Linked DNA regions of Zea mays: region 1 is linked to region 2. A link is a contact called in public Hi-C data. All regions are on one chromosome and are shown on one strand. The core of a region is the stretch at or near the end of the contact, and the rest is flanking DNA. Distances in the headings are between cores, read along the strand shown. Region 1 holds the start of LOC100279555. Region 2 holds the start of LOC100284488 (protein binding protein).

Region 1 (3,587 bases), core at 861-3,360, 400 kb before region 2:
TGCTGTTTTGTTATAGTGTTGGGCGTTATCTGTGCCACATCGGCGATCGACGACACGCCCGCGCAAACAAAATCAGTACGTACATGTTTATTATTGCACATCATAAAGCACAAGCACACGTGGACGACACCCCATTAGCACGTAAATAAACTAACTAGCACCAAAACGCACCTACTAGTAAGCAACACACATGACAAGGTAACATTAGCACAGGTTCGTTATTATTGCACGACAATCACTCAGAACTCGGCCGCCGCCGTCGCCGGCGGCAAGTACGCGGCGGCGGGGTCCGTGACAGCATCGGAAGTCAGCGAGGACGAGGACGACGACATGGAGGAGTTGACCATGTTCAGTATGCTGCTCCAGTAGCCCTTGTCCTCTTCCTCCTGCTGCTGCTCACAGACGCTGGCGTCCGTCGACGAGGCCGCGAACCCCTTCTCCGCGCCGGCGACGGAGCAGCCGAGAAGGACGCCTGCAAGGAAGCCTGGCGCGGCGTCGGCGGCGGCCGCGGCAGTGTCAGCGAAGCGCTGTTGCTGCTCCGCCCCGAACGCCTCTGCGTAAGCGCGTGGCGTCAGGGCGTGGGTGTCGTGCGCCGCACTGGCGAACAGCACGCTCTCGGAGAAGCTCAGAGTCGATGTCGGCGACTCGAGCCCGCTAAACGCGGGGCCCGGCCCGGGCCCTGGCGGCGGCGGCGGCGAGGAAAGGGCACGCAGCCTGGCCTCGCGCGCCAGACGCGCCTCGGCCTCGAGGCGCGCGCTCTCCCACTGCGCCGTGTGGCTGAGGTGCGCGGCGGCCCTGTAGCGCGCTCCAGAGTTGTTGCCGGCGCCAGAGGAGCCTCCCACGACGTCGGCGCGGGCCTTGTGCGTGACGGGGTCGATGCCCATCTTGGCGAGCCGCTTCTTGAGGTGCGTGTTCCAGTAGTTCTTGATCTCGTTGTCCGTGCGCTTGGGCAGGTGCGTCGCGATCGACGACCACCTGCGGGTTGCGCGAGGGCATGTCATTGTCAGTCATTTTTTTTTCACCTCTGATGAAGCAAGCAATGTTACTAGTAACTCGAACAGTAAAGAAGGTTTGGCGTAATGGTTAGAGGCGTGTAGGGGGGGTGCATTGAAGGAGCTCGTGGTGGAGTAGGACGGACAGCAATGATGGGGGCGTGGCGAGGTCAACATGGCATGGCCAGGGCGACAAGCGGGCGGTGACGATGGTCCAACGCCCTGACATGGATGGCGAGGCACAGCGAGGCAAGCGGGCTCGCGCCAACATTAATGACAAACGTGACAAGACCAATAAACTGGCCCCGTGCGATGCGAGTACTCTACTCTTTTTGCCACACCTCAGTTTCACCCATGCACGTTGTTACAGACAAGATGTATAGTACTCCTTTTGCCACGCCGGCCTCAGTTTCACTCACGACATTCCTGCCGACGCGAGCACGAGGCACACGCGAGCTGTGCTGTGTCATGCATGGCAAAGCGAAACAAGTGCATGATGATGAAGAATGATCACCTGTTGCCGAGGAGAGCGTGGAGCTGGATGATGGTCTGCTCCTCCTGCAGCGTGAACTTGCCCCGCTTGATGTCCGGCCGCAGGTAGTTGGTCCACCGGAGCCGGCAGCTCTTGCCGCACCGCCGCAGACCTGCAGAGAGACGCACACGCATAGATGAGCATTATATTCTGCTGGATGGCAAATATAATAAAACGAATGGAATGCGAAGAAAACGTGAGGTCGATGGATATATCGTCGAGCTCCGTCGTCGGATCCTCACCGGCCTTGGCCGGCAGCGAGCGCCAGCAGCCGTGTCCGTGCTGCTCGATGAAGGCCAGCAGTTTCTGGTCCTCCTCGGACGTCCACGGCCCCTTCTTCAGCCCGGCCTCCTTCTCGCAGCACGGCGACCGCCCCATCGCAGCGCCGCGCGCGGCGACCACAGGAGCGAGAAGGACGGCAGGGACACGCAGCTCGCCCAGAGGTAGACGATAGCTCCTCTCCAGTCAGTCGATCTAGCTAGTGACAAGGGAATGAAGTGACCTGGTCGGTGTCGCTAGCTAGCGGCATAAATAGAGCGGGGGCCGGGGCGTGCCGCGTGCGCGGTGCCCTAGCTACTAGCTGGGGCCTGGGCGACTTCCCGTACGTGCGTGCAGCCGAGACCGAGAGTACCCCAGTAGTAGTACTGACTGAGTGACTGACCAGTGCGGCAGTGCGCCAGCGCCGGCCGGGTTGGCGAGAATCTTCCTGGCTTTCCGTGCGGCCACGGCCAAGGGTGGCCCAGACGTCAGGCGGCGCACCCCGCTTTTCCCGTCCCCCCCTCGTCATGCGCGCTGCACGTGCGCCACCGTTGGGCCGCCGGGCGGCCGACCGAGGCCCGGGTGCCAGCAAACGAACCAAAGGTACGTGGTGGTACGTCTCCGGCAGATAGATGGCGACAGCGGTTGGTGCGCGGCTGGCCGGCCGGCTTGGTTCGCCGCGGGCTACGGGAGAGCGCGGCGGCTACCCAGCAGGGTCGCCGTCGTCGTACTCGTACAGATGGATAGTGACGGCGCGCCGGCCGAGCTGCGTGTTCATGCATGCGCTTAAACTCCCATGGCTCTCGCCCGTGCCGCATTCTCCGGTCGTCGTCTCCTGGCCGCGTCGGGCGCCGTGCTGCTGCTGCTGCCTAGCTTAGTAGCAGGTTTTTTAAATTTTCCTGGCGGTACGAATCCGGATGTTTGACTGCATCTGGCGCGAGCTCATCTTGAGTGGCTGCCGGAGCATCCACAGCTGAGAATTGAGATGCATGTTGGTCTGGGGCAGTTTACTGTGCCTGGCAGTGGCAGTGGCAGGCGGCAGCGTCCTGCTCCTGCTCCGCTCTTCATCTGGCCCTACACTGTTCCGGGCGCGCGGGAGTTATGGTGAAGCCGATTGCCGCTTGCAGGTGAAAAGGACGCGCGCCGTGTCGCTGCGCAATTGATCTGACCCTCTCGGCATTTTCAGCAACTCGTTCCGCTCTGCTCCTCGGTTTCTGATGAAGAGATGAGGGGAAGGATGCCTTTCCCTGCTCTCTGAATCCTGAAAGCACAACTGTCTGAGCAGCGTTCTTTTCCTCTGTTGTTATATATGGAAAAAACAAAGAAAGGCAAAAAGAAGAAAAAAAACTCTGAGGTCAGAACTTTGCAGATGGAGTAGGACTGTAGGAGGCCTCTGTGAAAACTATGCCCAGTTACAATACAACGCATACAGTGGAGCCATGGTAGGAACAGTGGATCAGTTAGGCCATTAATTGTGCGGTTTCCATGGCAAATTGCCACAGGACCACCACCCTGTCCCTGTGGAGTGTAAACAGATCTGTCCGGAAGCCCATGTGCATTCCTACTCCTACCCAAGGAATTACCGACCGGTCTCAGTTTCGTTTCTGGGTTTTCGACGGTCGTCAGCGTGGAAGACATGCACATACCCAAAAAGAATTGCCATCTCTAGTCTAGTCTATCCCCTCAGAATTCTACTCAGCGGACATCTAAACCTTTGCTTGTACATATGAAAGCAGAAATAACGAAGATTAGTAGTAGAAGTTCTGTTCCGAAATCCCATGCATGCATGCGTAACAGACTAGCTG
Region 2 (3,439 bases), core at 849-3,348:
TTCAAGTAGACGGTGTTGAGCAGCAGCCATTGCCAATATTCTAGGATCATGTAAATCCAAACGGTTGCCAGAGATGGTCCAATCTCCACCACTAGAAAAAAAAATGCAAAAATGAGAAACAAATAGAAATTTATAAATTACGATGTACAAAGGCAAAGCTTTTTGATAATCACACAGAAATACAACTCACATAAACGTCAGGATAGAAGGAAAAAAGGTTAGCTGATAACAAACCTTATCTCTATGGTAGTTTCATCATGATGCACCTGGGTTGGGGCAGTGTAACCAGGCTTGTACAACTGATAAACAGAGAATAAAATTCATAATCTATTTACAACTACGAAGTTTACCGTCAAATTAGCAAGGAAGCATAAGCAATTCTGCAAACAAGAACGTAGTCCAGAAAGGTAATTGCTGAGAAGTTGATTTGCAAGGATTCAAATTCATGAAACTATTATTAGATTTATGATACAAAATCTTTTCCGCTAAAAAAGTAGATTGAGTTATGATGCAGTCTTATGACCCTCTTTTGCTCGTGATAGGATCCTCAGATGCGAACCTCCCTTTTGCTTACGGTAGGTCCGAGTACATCTTTACAAATTACTATGTTTAAACGTTTAAACAATAGCTGCAAATATAATAATACCATGCATTAAGACTATGTGCACCCTAAAAGTTGTTTAAAATACGAAAAACAGGACATTTATTTAGCCTAATGAAAAACTTTCAAAGAAAACAAAAGGGGAAAATCTTTAAGTCTTATTATACAAGAAATTACAAAACAGTGCATGCATTAATTTCCATTTTGATATATTTAGAGTAGTAGCTGAAGGAAACAATTGTTTACCTCATGGCAGATTTCACAGATTGTATCCCCTTTCTCATTGCACCATCGTTGCACACATTCTCTGTGAGCATACTGTGCGAACAGATGTAGTATAACAAAATTAGCAAACAGATTTATGCAATGGTTTGCACATACAGGATGGTAAAAGACAAACTTAGGTAGGCGGTTAGACCACTTATAAACAATGATAATGACCGATGTATTCAGTTGAAGGCAACCCACAAAAGATACCTAGCCCTTGTTACTTGTTTGTTAAGGTTACAAAAAGTAGCTAACAACAAGTGCAAAGAATGTCCTAAGCTCTAAGCAACATCGACGATTAAACCAGGCATGCTTTTATCTACTCTGCTAGCATCACTTTGTGCAACTACTTTTTCATGAAAATATCATGAGCCACAGCACCAAACAGGATTTATATCACAAGTGAAGAGGAACCTAATATGGAGATTTATCTGAAAGGCCACAACATCTGAAGTAACAACTTATACAGAGTGCATAAGTTAGCAATCAGCATGGAAACCAACAGCTATGTTACGCCCTAACAAAGCTTCAGGCTAAGTCTTAATGTGATATTTTGCTTTGTTGATGCGTGCATTTTATATACTTAGATTTAAGAATTTCTCATCTATGAATTGACAATAGAATGAACCAGAGGCAAACAGCATAAGCAAGATGGGATGATGGACCCAGAATCTCTGGTTTGAAGAGAAGTAAGCCAGCACGCACCTTGAGGCTGCCGTTGCAAGCGCAGGGGCTCTCGAGGTTCTTCCTGAGGTCCTCCTCCTGGCAAATGCGGCACTCCACCATCCCAATCAGCGCCTCTGTTTCCTCCTTGGCGCCGGACACTAGCCCCGCTGCCTCACCGACTCGGGACGCTACGAGCTCCCCAACATCCACCGCGACATGATCCCCCATGCGAGCAAAGCAAATCGGCCCCAAAAAAACTCACGCTAAACAGCACAAACCTCTAGAGGATCTCGTTTCCTGCCGTCCAACGAACCCAAGGAATCATCAAAACGGGGCCCAATTCACCGCCAATCAAATGTAATGAAGGGGGACAAAATCGACACTAAAACCCTAGAAATTCGTGGGGATGAACTGAAGTCGAAGACAAGCGGATTTGGGCGATTCCTGGGTCAAATCGAAGCCCTCGCCTCGACAAATCCCACGAAACGCAAGGTTCGGAAACGACTATTACGGACGAACAGGGAGGAAATGTGAGGAAGGGCAGGGGATGTTACCTCGGCGAATGAGCTGCGAGGAAGGCACGCACTTCCTACTCCGAAATATCTTACAAGAAGAAGAGAGAGAGAAACTATTTCCCGCACTTCGTTCGCGTTCGTCTCGCGGCTTTTTATCGTGCGCCAAGTGACGGAACCGTGCGGATTAGATTACCTTAGATGACATGTGGCTCCCGCCGGTTCTGGTCCCACATGACAGTCAGAGTATGTGTAAATCGCTGGCGATCTGTAACGAACGGGTATTCGGATTCCCGCTTGAACATTATCCAGAATCCATTAATAGATCCCTGACGGGTAGTATTTGCTAACTACCCCCGCAAATGCACCCATCCAGGATTCAGCGCTGTTGATTTGTGAATGAATGGCTGTGCGACTGCATCTCTTGGTCTAAAAATGTGGTATAACCGTTGCGTGGTGCCAAAACAAAACATGTTACAGTCAACTGTGTACCAGAATGATTAAGATAGCTTTAAGATTAGTAAAGTTTAACTTTTGGACATGTTAACAACATTTATTAGACCAAGGCTAATAATTATGCCATGTGATTGTGAAGTGCTTAGGTTCAGCTATTTATATAGAAAAGTTGCTGTGAGCTGTCGGATGTGAAAAAGTTAAAAAATCGTTTGGCCGGAGATGTTGTGAAACCGTAGATTTTATAAGGTTCGTGTGTATTACGCCTAAAATTGTTTATATGCAAATTGATCGTAATACAACGATTTTTGTGTTGCCTGGCACATATTTCACAAATACGGAAATACATGTTTCGCCATTATAATATTATATGCATATTATTATTTTACCTGCATTATTTCCACCATGATCAATATGTATATATTATTACTTTAAGGTCTTGTTCGGCAGCTCAAGATCCAAGTCAGGTCAGTAACAAAGCCAGCCCAGGATCGAGTGAATCATGGGTTGTCATTTATTCCTGTCACCAGCCCGTTTCCAGATCCGGATCCAGTCCAGAAGGTAGGTCACCTGGACTCGTTCCAGGCCAAGGATTGAGGGATGGGAATTAAAATCAGATGGGTTTGTTTCCAGCCCAGATCAAAACGAACAACTCTAGGAGACTGGACCAGATTCTAAACTGTGCTGATTCGTTCCTGCCGGAATAAGGCAGGGAATGGGCTTATCCAGCCAAAACGAACGAGGCCTAAAGGAGTTTAGACGGTCATATGTAAGACCTCGAACATATTTGTTATACTGACTGCAAACTAATTAATTTATATAAACATGTAAAGATATCTCTGGTGCAGTGGTTTTGCTGCTTGATTTCTGTGGGATGCAAGGGTAAACAGGAGGGAGACGAGGTGCGCTGGAGCACCAAGAGGCTGCTAGCTTGGGCGGA

The links. A called contact is a pair of places that touch in the nucleus more often than the background predicts.
Region 1: a contact with region 2 is called in a Hi-C map of bundle sheath, with 3 times the contacts expected there. The contact joins the promoter of LOC100279555 here to the promoter of LOC100284488 in region 2. A contact is called at or near these places in 2 of 25 Hi-C or Micro-C datasets (bundle sheath and leaf).

The regions. Positions count from the first base shown.
Region 1 is chr5:180,298,570-180,302,156 of Zm-B73-REFERENCE-NAM-5.0, reverse strand. It overlaps LOC100279555, which reads right to left and starts at 2,110. Exons shown (of 3, transcript NM_001351795.1): 1 at 1,767-2,110; 2 at 1,507-1,636; 3 at 64-975. The coding sequence starts at 1,902. The coding sequence ends at 240.
Region 2 is chr5:179,898,989-179,902,427 of Zm-B73-REFERENCE-NAM-5.0, reverse strand. It overlaps LOC100284488 (protein binding protein), which reads right to left and starts at 2,098. Exons shown (of 7, transcript NM_001157383.1): 1 at 1,574-2,098; 2 at 848-919; 3 at 235-299; 4 at 1-91. The coding sequence starts at 1,762.